Linked DNA regions of Mus musculus: all the other regions are linked to region 1. Evidence: chromatin contacts called from public promoter capture Hi-C data. All regions are on one chromosome and are shown on one strand. Each heading gives the region's core, a stretch centred on a gene start, on an enhancer-like site or on the middle of the called end of the contact. The rest is flanking DNA. Distances are from core to core; before and after follow the strand shown.

Region 1 (3,104 bases), core at 163-2,662:
GTGATTTTGGAATAAAATCCTATATATCTAAAAACCTGTATTAAAATTTCCAAATAAGGCTGAGAATGGTAGCAACATGCTTTTAACTCTAGCACTTCTGAGGCAGAGGGAGGGGGAATCTCTGTTTGAAACTAGTTTGCTCTACATAGCACCCCCAAAATGTATATAACTAGAATACTAGTTTCTACGCAAATAAGAAAATTACTGCATAGTAAGGTTAAATCTTTAGTATTAAGCAAAGGAGACTTAGAGGCTTAAACACTGTGGTCTTTAAAGAAGCCTCTGAGGTATAATGAAGTCCTGGTCTTTCCTCTATCACCATTCTCCCTGGTGTTGTCATGAAAACACCTGTATCTACAGGCTGTCCTTCCCTGGCTGCTTTTCTGTAGTCCACCTGCCCCAGTTTTCACTGTGCTCAGTGCGATGCTCGATGCTTGTGTCTCTGTATTACCATCCGGACTATGTTCTGCACGATTTTGAGCGAGTGTTGAAAACCGATTGTCTTTCAGGTTAACTTTTGAAAACTTAAGTACCATGACTATCTGTAGGTTTTGTGTTTTTTGTTTTTATTTTTTTTTAAATTGAAGCCAAGTAATTTCATGAAACAGTAATTGAAACTATATGACAAAGACATTGAATTATGTTATGATGTACTATGTCATCAACATAATGTGTTAAATGACAGGGGAATGAGAGCGAGGCCTCAGTCCTACACCAAGAACTACTAGCAGCTTCTGTGCTAAAAGTGGGAGCAATAGGCCTCCCTCAGGAAGAGCCCACCAACTGGTTATCCAGTACTAAACGGTCAGCTCTGAAAACACGTGTGAGTAACACTACACAGAAAAGCAGGTTATATGTATTTAGGTGTGTGTGTGTGTGTGTGTGTGTGTGTGTGTAACAACAATTAAGAGAAGGAGGCCATGAATTTGTAAGCGGTTAAGGAGGGTCACGTGGGAGGGTTTGGAGGGAGGAGAGGGAAGAAATGATGTAATTATATTGGAATCTCAAAAATAAAATAAAAACATTTAAAACTCTACACTTAACTATTAATAAAAAATATTGAAAATGAGCGCTGAATCCTGGGAAAAGAATAACCAGTTGTTTCAAGGTCTTCATCTGATGGAACAGAAGTTTTGAGTTTAGTAAACACAACATTACTTCTGATAATGGTTTGCCATGAAATTAATTGAATGCAGCTTACCTCCTGTCTGTCAAAGGCTGTCTGAGAGGTGACCGTTTGCCGCTCTGCCCAGTCCCAGAGAGAGAGTGCTCAGAGTCGCCTGTGTTAGGTAGGTGGTGTCTCTGTGCTGTGTCTTGTTGGAGGGTTGTTGAGATGTAGTACCGATAGTGGGGTTGGTCTGCTGAGCTCTGAGCACTGCTCTGCCGTTTTCAGGAAACGCTCTGAAATGAGACACTCAGCGTGGGACTTTACCCTGGATGTGGTTTTCTCTTTCACAAGTGATTTGTTTATGAAGTCCTGCTCATCTCGGGCTGCTCTTGAAACAATGGCATATCTTGAAGAAAGGCAGATATTCTTGAATTAACTGCTTGTTTTGATGTTTGAAGTTTGTGTCACTTACAGGCAGGAGATTTGACACTGGGCAAAGCAAGGTTCAAAGCCTAGCTGCTTTCTAAGCTCCTCGACTTTGTCTAGCCTTTTGTTGTTCCTGTGTAGTTCCTATCCAGTTGAAATGCATAGCACTCATGTGATAGGATTGAGAACTCCTCTCCAGAAAAGTCCTGCCTGAAAGAGAGCAACTGCCACCCTGCCACCTCGGTCACCTGTCATCTTCTCCATGGCCCTGCTCTGCTCTGCTCTGCCCTGCCCTGCCCTGCAGATCTGTTCCTGGATCCTGTAGGTACTTCCTACACTTTGTCCATTTTCTATCTCAGGGAAGACTTGCAGTAATTTTTTTCTTGCATGAACATCCATGTAAACCATGGGAAGGACTGGGGAATTTACATGTAGCTGGAAGAATTTATATGTAGCAGTGTTCTCAGCTGAGAAGGGAAGTGAAACCCACAGAAGGGAGGATTGGGCAGCCCAGAGCATCGCTGTCTAGCTACTCTGAGTTTAACTTTCTCTTTAAAGTAGCCCAGCCCTTGTCCAGTTCTAAGTATCTCTACATTGGCTACACATTATTTGCCAGCCTTTAAATGGTGCCTAAGCTTAGCTGCTTCTGTGTCTATAGTGTGAGCGATTTAAACTGGCTCCTGTCATCTTGTCTGTCCTGTTTTGAGACGGGGCCTTACTGGCTGCTTTGGAGCTGTGTTGACCAGGTTGGCTTTGAACTTACCCTGGTCTTCCTGTCTCTGCCTCCTGAGAGCTGGACTCCAGCTGTCAGCCACCACAGCTGCCACAGCGTGAACTTGAGGTAGTTTGAGAACCTTGCTTCTTTTCCCAGAAGTGCTAAACTTTCATTCTACAAAAGGTACTGACGTTAGCTGTGCTAACAAACCACTGGGTGCCGTGGGAGCCTTCCAGAATAATGTGCTATAGAGCCACTGGAGACCACTGCAGCAGTTCCTGTGTGGGTGAGAGGTGATTGCCTTGAAACCTTCTCTAGACATGCTTTGGCATTGCCAAGTTACATCATAATTGTTTTATATGAAGTTATGTTTTTTCATATGCTACACAGGTCAGCCACATGGATACCTCTTGACTGGGACCCAGTGTGTTCTGTGAGAAGGTTTCTGACAGGAAGTACTGATTGTGCTGCTACAGTCAACAGATGAGGAGCCTGGGGTGTCTTCTCATTAAGACTTGAGTCTTCCCCGTATGTAGCATTCTTAGTTGAGAACTTGCATTTCTTAGTGCAAGGTGCCCAGGGCAGATTTGGAACCTCCCAAAAGCTTGGCAGAACCCACCTGTAGACCCTCCCTCTAACCACCTCACAGCTGCCATTTTCCCTCAGAGCTGGGCTGGCCTGGACGGTTCCTTGCCCCAGCTCTGTGCCTTATGCTTGGGTGGCCGGCACACACCTTGCTGTCTTTGATGCTCCACCACTACACCATGTGCTTGGGGGTGCTGACATGAGTTGTAGCTAAGGAGCATTTAACATTGTTCGATAGCTAAGAAAGTGAACATGTGAAGAGGGGGGTGG
Region 2 (3,104 bases), core at 260-2,759, 720 kb after region 1:
ACAAAGAGCCTTCCAACTCAATGTGTGGAAGCCATGACATTCTTAAATGACCCGTTTCATAGATTTTTTTTAAAATTTTATCTTTTTAAACTAAAATTTGGAGATGCAGGGTTGGTGCAAGCATCAAGGTATAGAAAGCGAGTAAAGCTTGATTTTGGGGCAGGGAGCAAGACAGAGCTTTATCTCTGACTTGAAAACAATTGTTATTTGGAAAATCTCATTAGCAGATGTGACTGCTTGGAGTAAAAAAAGACTTAAAACTGGTGTCGCTTTCAGGATTGCTTTGAACTTAACAAGCACCTATTTGTGGAGCAGACTGGCTAATGAAAGGAAATTAAATTTTTCTGACAACTTCCCGTTCCAGCCTCCTTATTCAGGGATGCTGTTGGGTACTGAAGACTTTTAAGGAAGAATTTCTTTTCTTTTTCTAAAAACTGGACATAAATGAAGCAGTTATTTTCCCCTAGTCCCAGTTTGGGGATTGGGGAGTCTACTGTGATTGCTCTTCATTTTAAATGTAGTAATTTAAGAGCTTTAAAAATGCCAGGCTTCCCTTGAATGCCTTGAAATTGTGGAAAAATTCCTGCATATTTATCAACTGGTGGTTCTAGAACATTGCTGGTGGTGCATATAGTGCCACTGGATTAGAAAAATTAATTGAATTGAGAAAGTGGCTTCAGAGTTCTTGTCATTATGTCGAAAATTTGTGCATAGAGTTTGCACAGTGTATATCAGGTGAATGGCTTTGGCTGGGGCAGTTTGTTGAAGCGGTTTTAAGTGTTACTGCTGACAAATGGCGGGGACGGATGCACTTGTGAGTCGGTAACGCAGGCCTGTCTTGGACCTCAGGGAGGAGTCCTTACCTTGTTCTTCGGAGTTTCACTGAACTTTAATTTATGTGCCTAGTACAACTGTAAAGATAAAATATGTACCTGAAGAATTGGTTAAGAAAATATAATGGAAATCACAAGGTTTCTTCTTTTTTTTCTTTTTCTTTCCTCCCTTCCTTTCTTTCTTCTTTTTTTTCCTTTTTTTTTTAAACAATTGCTAATTCTTACAGATACTGGAAATTTACTTATTTCTAGAAAATTGATAGAGCTCCTCCCAAACAATAGACAATCAACTCCCCCTGCTGACAGAATCTAGGAAAACACAGTGTGTAAATAGACAAGGGGGCTGCAGACAAGCTTTAATGATCTGATTTACAATTCAGTATTGATTGTAAACATCTAAAATCTGCCATTAAATCCCAGCAACTGCACCGAATCATTGGCAATTCTGGTCATGTTTCCTGCCAGCTCATTTCAAACTGCTTTGAGTTTCTTAATATAATAACGACGAAGGAGAATTTACATTCCACTTATGGTATTAATTTTACATTTCTCTGAATGAAAAGGGTTAGAAGGTTGTAAAATTGAACATTAAATGAATCAGAGGAGACAGTAGTGCAATATATGACTGCCCTAAAGACATTGTGCAATGTCTCATGGGATTAATGTTGAGTCTCATTTCCTGCCTTTACAGGATGCAGATGAAGCTGTCAGAATTGCAAGGGAAATTGGTAAGTCCTTAAATTAACTTTGGTAGTGTTTCTGTGTCTTTCAGCAGATACGGTTGAGCAAACGTGTAATAAGTAATTCCCATAGAGCAAATAATATTTTAATAGTTTTTGGTTTCTATTACTTGTGGCTCTAGAATTTATCAGTTGAATTACCATATTCTCTTATTAAAGTAGGACTTGTAGTCACTTGATCTTAGTTTGGTTCTTTTATAAGATGAACTCACTAGCTAATTAAAACGAATAATTGTCTGAAGAGTCTTGAGGATTGGACACAGTTTGTATTTAGTTGTGTGTGAGCACTCGGCTGTGGTCTGTTGTAATGTGAAGGACACAGCACACAGGATTCAAATGAAGGTGCCCTTGACAAGCTTGTTCAAGTTCTTACCTTTTTCTAAAATGGAAAATATCAACTTAATAGCTTTGCTAGGAAAGAAAGATGCAGTAGAAAGTGGGAGGTGAGAGCTGGATAGGCTAAGCAAGTGAATATATATATATATATGAAGTTTCAAGTATATTCCTCTTGCTCATGAACACAGTTGTCTTCTGTAGTGTCTAAATGGAGAAAATAGGAAAAGAGAACAAAGCTTTGAAACCTATAATTTTGAGTCAGATCAATACATGTGTATACCTATGGAAAGCTGTGGCTAGGCAAGGGCCTCAGACAACACTTTCTGTCAGGCTTACAGCAACATCTTAAAACAATCTGTGCTGCTAGCTACATTGTTTCAGGAAGCCATATACTAATATTTTAGTAGTCCTGTTTTCTCAGTGTGGTTTGTTACTCAGAATTTTTGTCTATGATAGGAGAGCATTTGATTTGGCAAAGTTTGTATATTCCAAAGTGATCATGGACATTAAGATATTCTTGTAAATGAGACAAGCTAGCATAGAGTTCTTTGGTCTGGTGTTCTTGAGCTATCAGCTTCCTCAGCATGCTCTTCTGTGATTGGCTTGTTGTGTACTGCTTCTGTTGGGTATGGCTAAATTATTTTGGTTTTGGTCATTTAAGTCATATTAAGTGTTCTTTGTTGTTTGTTTTGAAAAACTGCCTTGGATATAAGGCCAGTACATATAAGATACTATTTTATCTGTCGAGAACATCTGTATTAATTACTTCCTCAGCGTTGCCAGCATCTTTAGAAGCTTTTCCCTATTGTACTAATTTCACAGTAAGACTTGGTAGGTTATATAATGCTGCTGTCTGTGGGTTAAATCATTGGTCCTTTTATTCCCCATGAAGCACTCAGCAGCTTCTAAGACTGTCCTAAAGTGGTTTAATTTTATTAATACACTTTTAAACTCAAATTGGGCTCTTTTTAGTCATAGCTTAGATATTACCACCTATCCAAGTCATCTATGAGAATATTTTGTAATAAATGATTGTCATATTTGGAGGAATTTTGGAAAGCAGGAGGGCTAGAGTCTACACTAGGATCATGTGCCTGTGACATGCTGTGAATTACACATCTTACACTCAAGAACACTTTCTTTGGTGACACAGTATTCAAGTCTGTGTGTGTGCACATGCGCGTGAGCCCTTTGG
Region 3 (3,104 bases), core at 192-2,691, 560 kb after region 1:
GTGTCCACCATCCTTCATCCACGCTTTAACGCCTCAAAGCAAATTGGTCAAGGTGAGAATGGAGAAAGTAGAGTGCCTGTCCAGACTGGGAAAGACCTGTCCTTGTCAGGAAAAGTCTCTTCGCTCCCTCAGGGTCTCGGGCTTGGTGACTCTATAGCTAAGGGTGCTTTGGACTAGAGTTCCCGGATTTTTCGGTGTACTTTGGTAGTGGATGCAATCTCTGGGGAGTTGGTGGCCTCTGACAAAGTATACGGGAGCAGGATCGGGCGGAAGGGGACAAGACCCATAGACCTGGCACCGCGTTAGGCTCGCAGCTGAACTCTTGAATTAGCCGGCTGGTGACGGGAGCCACAGAGCCAGACGCGCGAACGAAACCCTGCATGCTGGCAGGCCCAGTCTATGGGTGCGTTGGGCCGCTGCTGCAGCTGCACAACCCAAGCGGGGCTCAGGGAAGGTGGGGCGGGCTGGGCGAAGGATTGACGAGGCCGTGATGGCCAATAGCGGTTTCTGGAGGGCGGGATGGGCGGGAGTCCCCGTTAAAGGGGCGGTGTGACCAGGAGGCCGAGCCTTGGATAAGGAGGGAGGGATACCCGGGCGGGAGACCCGGCGGGTACGCGGGGGAGGGGAGAGGAAAAGGAGGGGACAAAAAATAAAAAAATAAAAGGCTGCTGCTGCGGCCTCAGCGCCCACCGAAATAAACAGAGGCGGTGGCGAAGGCTGCCCACTGCAGCCGCGAGAGAGGAAGAACTCGTGTTGGCCTCCTAGCATTTGCTTGTGCCGAGGACTTCGCTCTGTCCTCGCTGATGCGAGCACTCATTCCCGGACTAGCGCCCAGAACAGATCGGCTGGAGGAAGGGGGAGAACCAGAGAACACTTTTTTATTGTTGTTATTGTTTTTCAGACTAGCCTCACCCTGCTCCCCTCCCCCTCCTCGCCTTCTCCCCTCCCACAGTCCCCCCCTCCCCTGCTCCTCCCCCTCCCTCCTCCTCCAGCCCAACTTAAAGAAAGAGGGGACGACGCGCCCGTTTCCTTCATCTAGGGGAATTCGTGACCGCTGCAAGTTTACTACTCCGGGCGTCGCCAATGCCAAGCTCGGAGGGCCAAGAGGGCTAAACCCCCGCAGCAACCGCGAAGCCGAACAATACCGGCAGCGCTCTGGGCGGCGTGAGCAAGGCCTCGGGGGAGGGAGCGGCCACCCGAGAGCGCCGTGGACTCGACGCCTAGCCTCCTCCTCCCGGCTGCCCAGCGCCCCTGCGGAGATCAGGTGGAGCGGCGGGTGCGCCAGGCTCTGGGGCTGGCGGAGCTTGTTGCTGTCCGCTCCCTGCCAGCTTGTGTGCGCACAGCCACTGCCCTAGGGCACTGTGGCCCCGCAGCCGCGTTGACTTCATTCGGCGGATGCCGCTGATCTCAGCCAGGCTCCTGGTCCGCCGGCAGTACAAGGCAGCTAGCGAGTGAGTGCGTGCGTGCGTGCGCGCGCGGGGGCGCGCAGGGGTGGGGGCCGCGGCGCTGAGCTCGCCCTCCGGCGGCCCCCCTCTCCTCCGCTCCCCACACCTCCCTCCGCTCCCTCCTCCCGCCCGCCCTCCCCTGCCCTGCCCGCCCGCCCCCGCCGCAGCTCCTTTAATACACTTTGGTTCTCCGCCTGGCTTTGGACTCTTCTCCTCCTCCACCTCCTCCTCCCGCGCCTCCTCCGCCGCCGCCTCCTCTTCCTCTCCGCGCCTTCGCTCGGTGCCCGGCCGCCTGAGGCAGATACAGGCGGCGGCGGCGGGCGCACCAGCCCGGCTCCCGAGACTGCAGTCGCCAGTATTTCCACCGCCGGTTCACGGAGCCGGGCGTCCAGAGGACGCGCCTCGCCGATCCGAAGAGGAAATCCAGGCGGCGGGGTTCACCGGCGCCGGCGGGGCGGCCGGGCGCGCTGGCCATGCTTCTGGACGCGGGGCCGCAGTTCCCGGCCATCGGGGTGGGCAGCTTCGCGCGCCACCACCACCACTCGGCCGCGGCAGCGGCGGCTGCGGCGGCCGAGATGCAGGACCGCGAGCTGAGCCTGGCGGCAGCTCAGAACGGCTTCGTGGACTCGGCCGCGGCGCACATGGGCGCCTTCAAGCTCAACCCCGGGGCACACGAACTGTCTCCTGGTCAGAGTTCGGCGTTCACGTCGCAAGGTCCGGGTGCTTACCCGGGTTCGGCTGCTGCAGCCGCTGCGGCCGCGGCTCTAGGGCCCCACGCCGCACACGTTGGCTCCTATTCGGGGCCTCCCTTTAATTCCACCCGGGACTTCCTGTTCCGCAGCCGGGGCTTCGGGGACTCGGCGCCGGGAGGCGGGCAGCACGGGCTCTTCGGACCCGGCGCCGGCGGCCTTCACCACGCGCACTCGGACGCGCAGGGCCACCTTCTTTTCCCTGGCCTCCCGGAGCAGCACGGGCCGCACGCCTCGCAGAACGTGCTCAATGGGCAAATGCGCCTAGGGCTGCCGGGCGAGGTGTTCGGGCGCTCGGAGCAATACCGCCAAGTGGCCAGCCCGCGGACCGACCCCTACTCGGCGGCGCAGCTCCACAACCAGTACGGCCCTATGAATATGAACATGGGGATGAACATGGCAGCGGCCGCAGCCCACCACCACCATCACCACCACCACCCTGGTGCCTTTTTCCGCTACATGCGGCAGCAGTGCATCAAGCAAGAGCTCATCTGCAAGTGGATCGACCCGGAGCAGCTAAGCAATCCCAAGAAAAGCTGCAACAAAACTTTCAGCACCATGCACGAGCTGGTGACCCACGTCTCTGTGGAGCACGTCGGCGGCCCGGAACAGAGCAACCACGTCTGCTTCTGGGAGGAGTGTCCACGCGAGGGCAAACCCTTTAAGGCCAAATACAAACTGGTCAACCACATCCGCGTGCACACTGGCGAGAAGCCCTTCCCCTGTCCTTTCCCGGGCTGTGGCAAGGTCTTCGCACGCTCCGAGAACCTCAAGATCCACAAAAGAACTCATACAGGTAATCGTGGGTCAGCAGTGGGAAGAGGCACCTCGAGGAGAAATAAATGCACAGACTGAGCGTGTGTGTGTGTGTGTGTGTGTGTGTGTGTGTGTGTTCGTACGCGTTGGGGAA

What was found. Promoter capture Hi-C pulls out the DNA fragments that hold promoters and counts their contacts.
Region 2: a contact with region 1 is called in a promoter capture Hi-C map of pre-B cells, with 2.7 times the contacts expected there. The contact joins the enhancer-like site here to the promoter of Gpr18 in region 1. A contact is called at or near these places in 4 of 39 promoter capture datasets (the C10 cell line, hippocampal neurons, pre-B cells and 1 more) and 1 of 484 Hi-C or Micro-C datasets (the G1E-ER4 cell line).
Region 3: a contact with region 1 is called in a promoter capture Hi-C map of pre-B cells, with 2.7 times the contacts expected there. The contact joins the promoter of 2610035F20Rik here to the promoter of Gpr18 in region 1. A contact is called at or near these places in 2 of 39 promoter capture datasets (liver and pre-B cells) and 1 of 115 datasets of contacts at active chromatin or transcription factors (effector CD8 T cells).

Annotation. Positions count from the first base shown.
Region 1 is chr14:121,914,476-121,917,579 of GRCm38.p6, forward strand. Gpr18 (G protein-coupled receptor 18) reads right to left here and starts at 1,413. Exons shown (of 2, transcript NM_182806.2): 1 at 1,202-1,413. All of the region lies in intron 4 of Ubac2 (ubiquitin associated domain containing 2), which reads left to right. Gm46485 (a long non-coding RNA gene) reads left to right here. Exons shown (of 2, transcript XR_001781471.2): 1 at 1-2,542; 2 at 2,640-3,104.
Region 2 is chr14:122,636,857-122,639,960 of GRCm38.p6, forward strand. Pcca (propionyl-Coenzyme A carboxylase, alpha polypeptide) reads left to right here. Exons shown (of 24, transcript NM_144844.2): 8 at 1,525-1,561. Among named protein-coding and RNA genes, the nearest start is that of Gm46487, 7.9 kb to the left of the region's middle. Within about 2 kb of position 1,510, at least 18 of the 459 cell types and tissues checked have an H3K27ac peak or open chromatin away from gene starts, as enhancers often do. A contact at or near this core is called in pre-B cells, where this site is marked.
Region 3 is chr14:122,473,758-122,476,861 of GRCm38.p6, forward strand. It overlaps 2610035F20Rik (RIKEN cDNA 2610035F20 gene), which reads right to left and starts at 1,442. Exons shown (of 5, transcript NR_045046.1): 1 at 1,146-1,442; 2 at 691-845. Zic2 (zinc finger protein of the cerebellum 2) reads left to right here and starts at 1,627. Exons shown (of 3, transcript NM_009574.3): 1 at 1,627-2,990. The coding sequence starts at 1,919.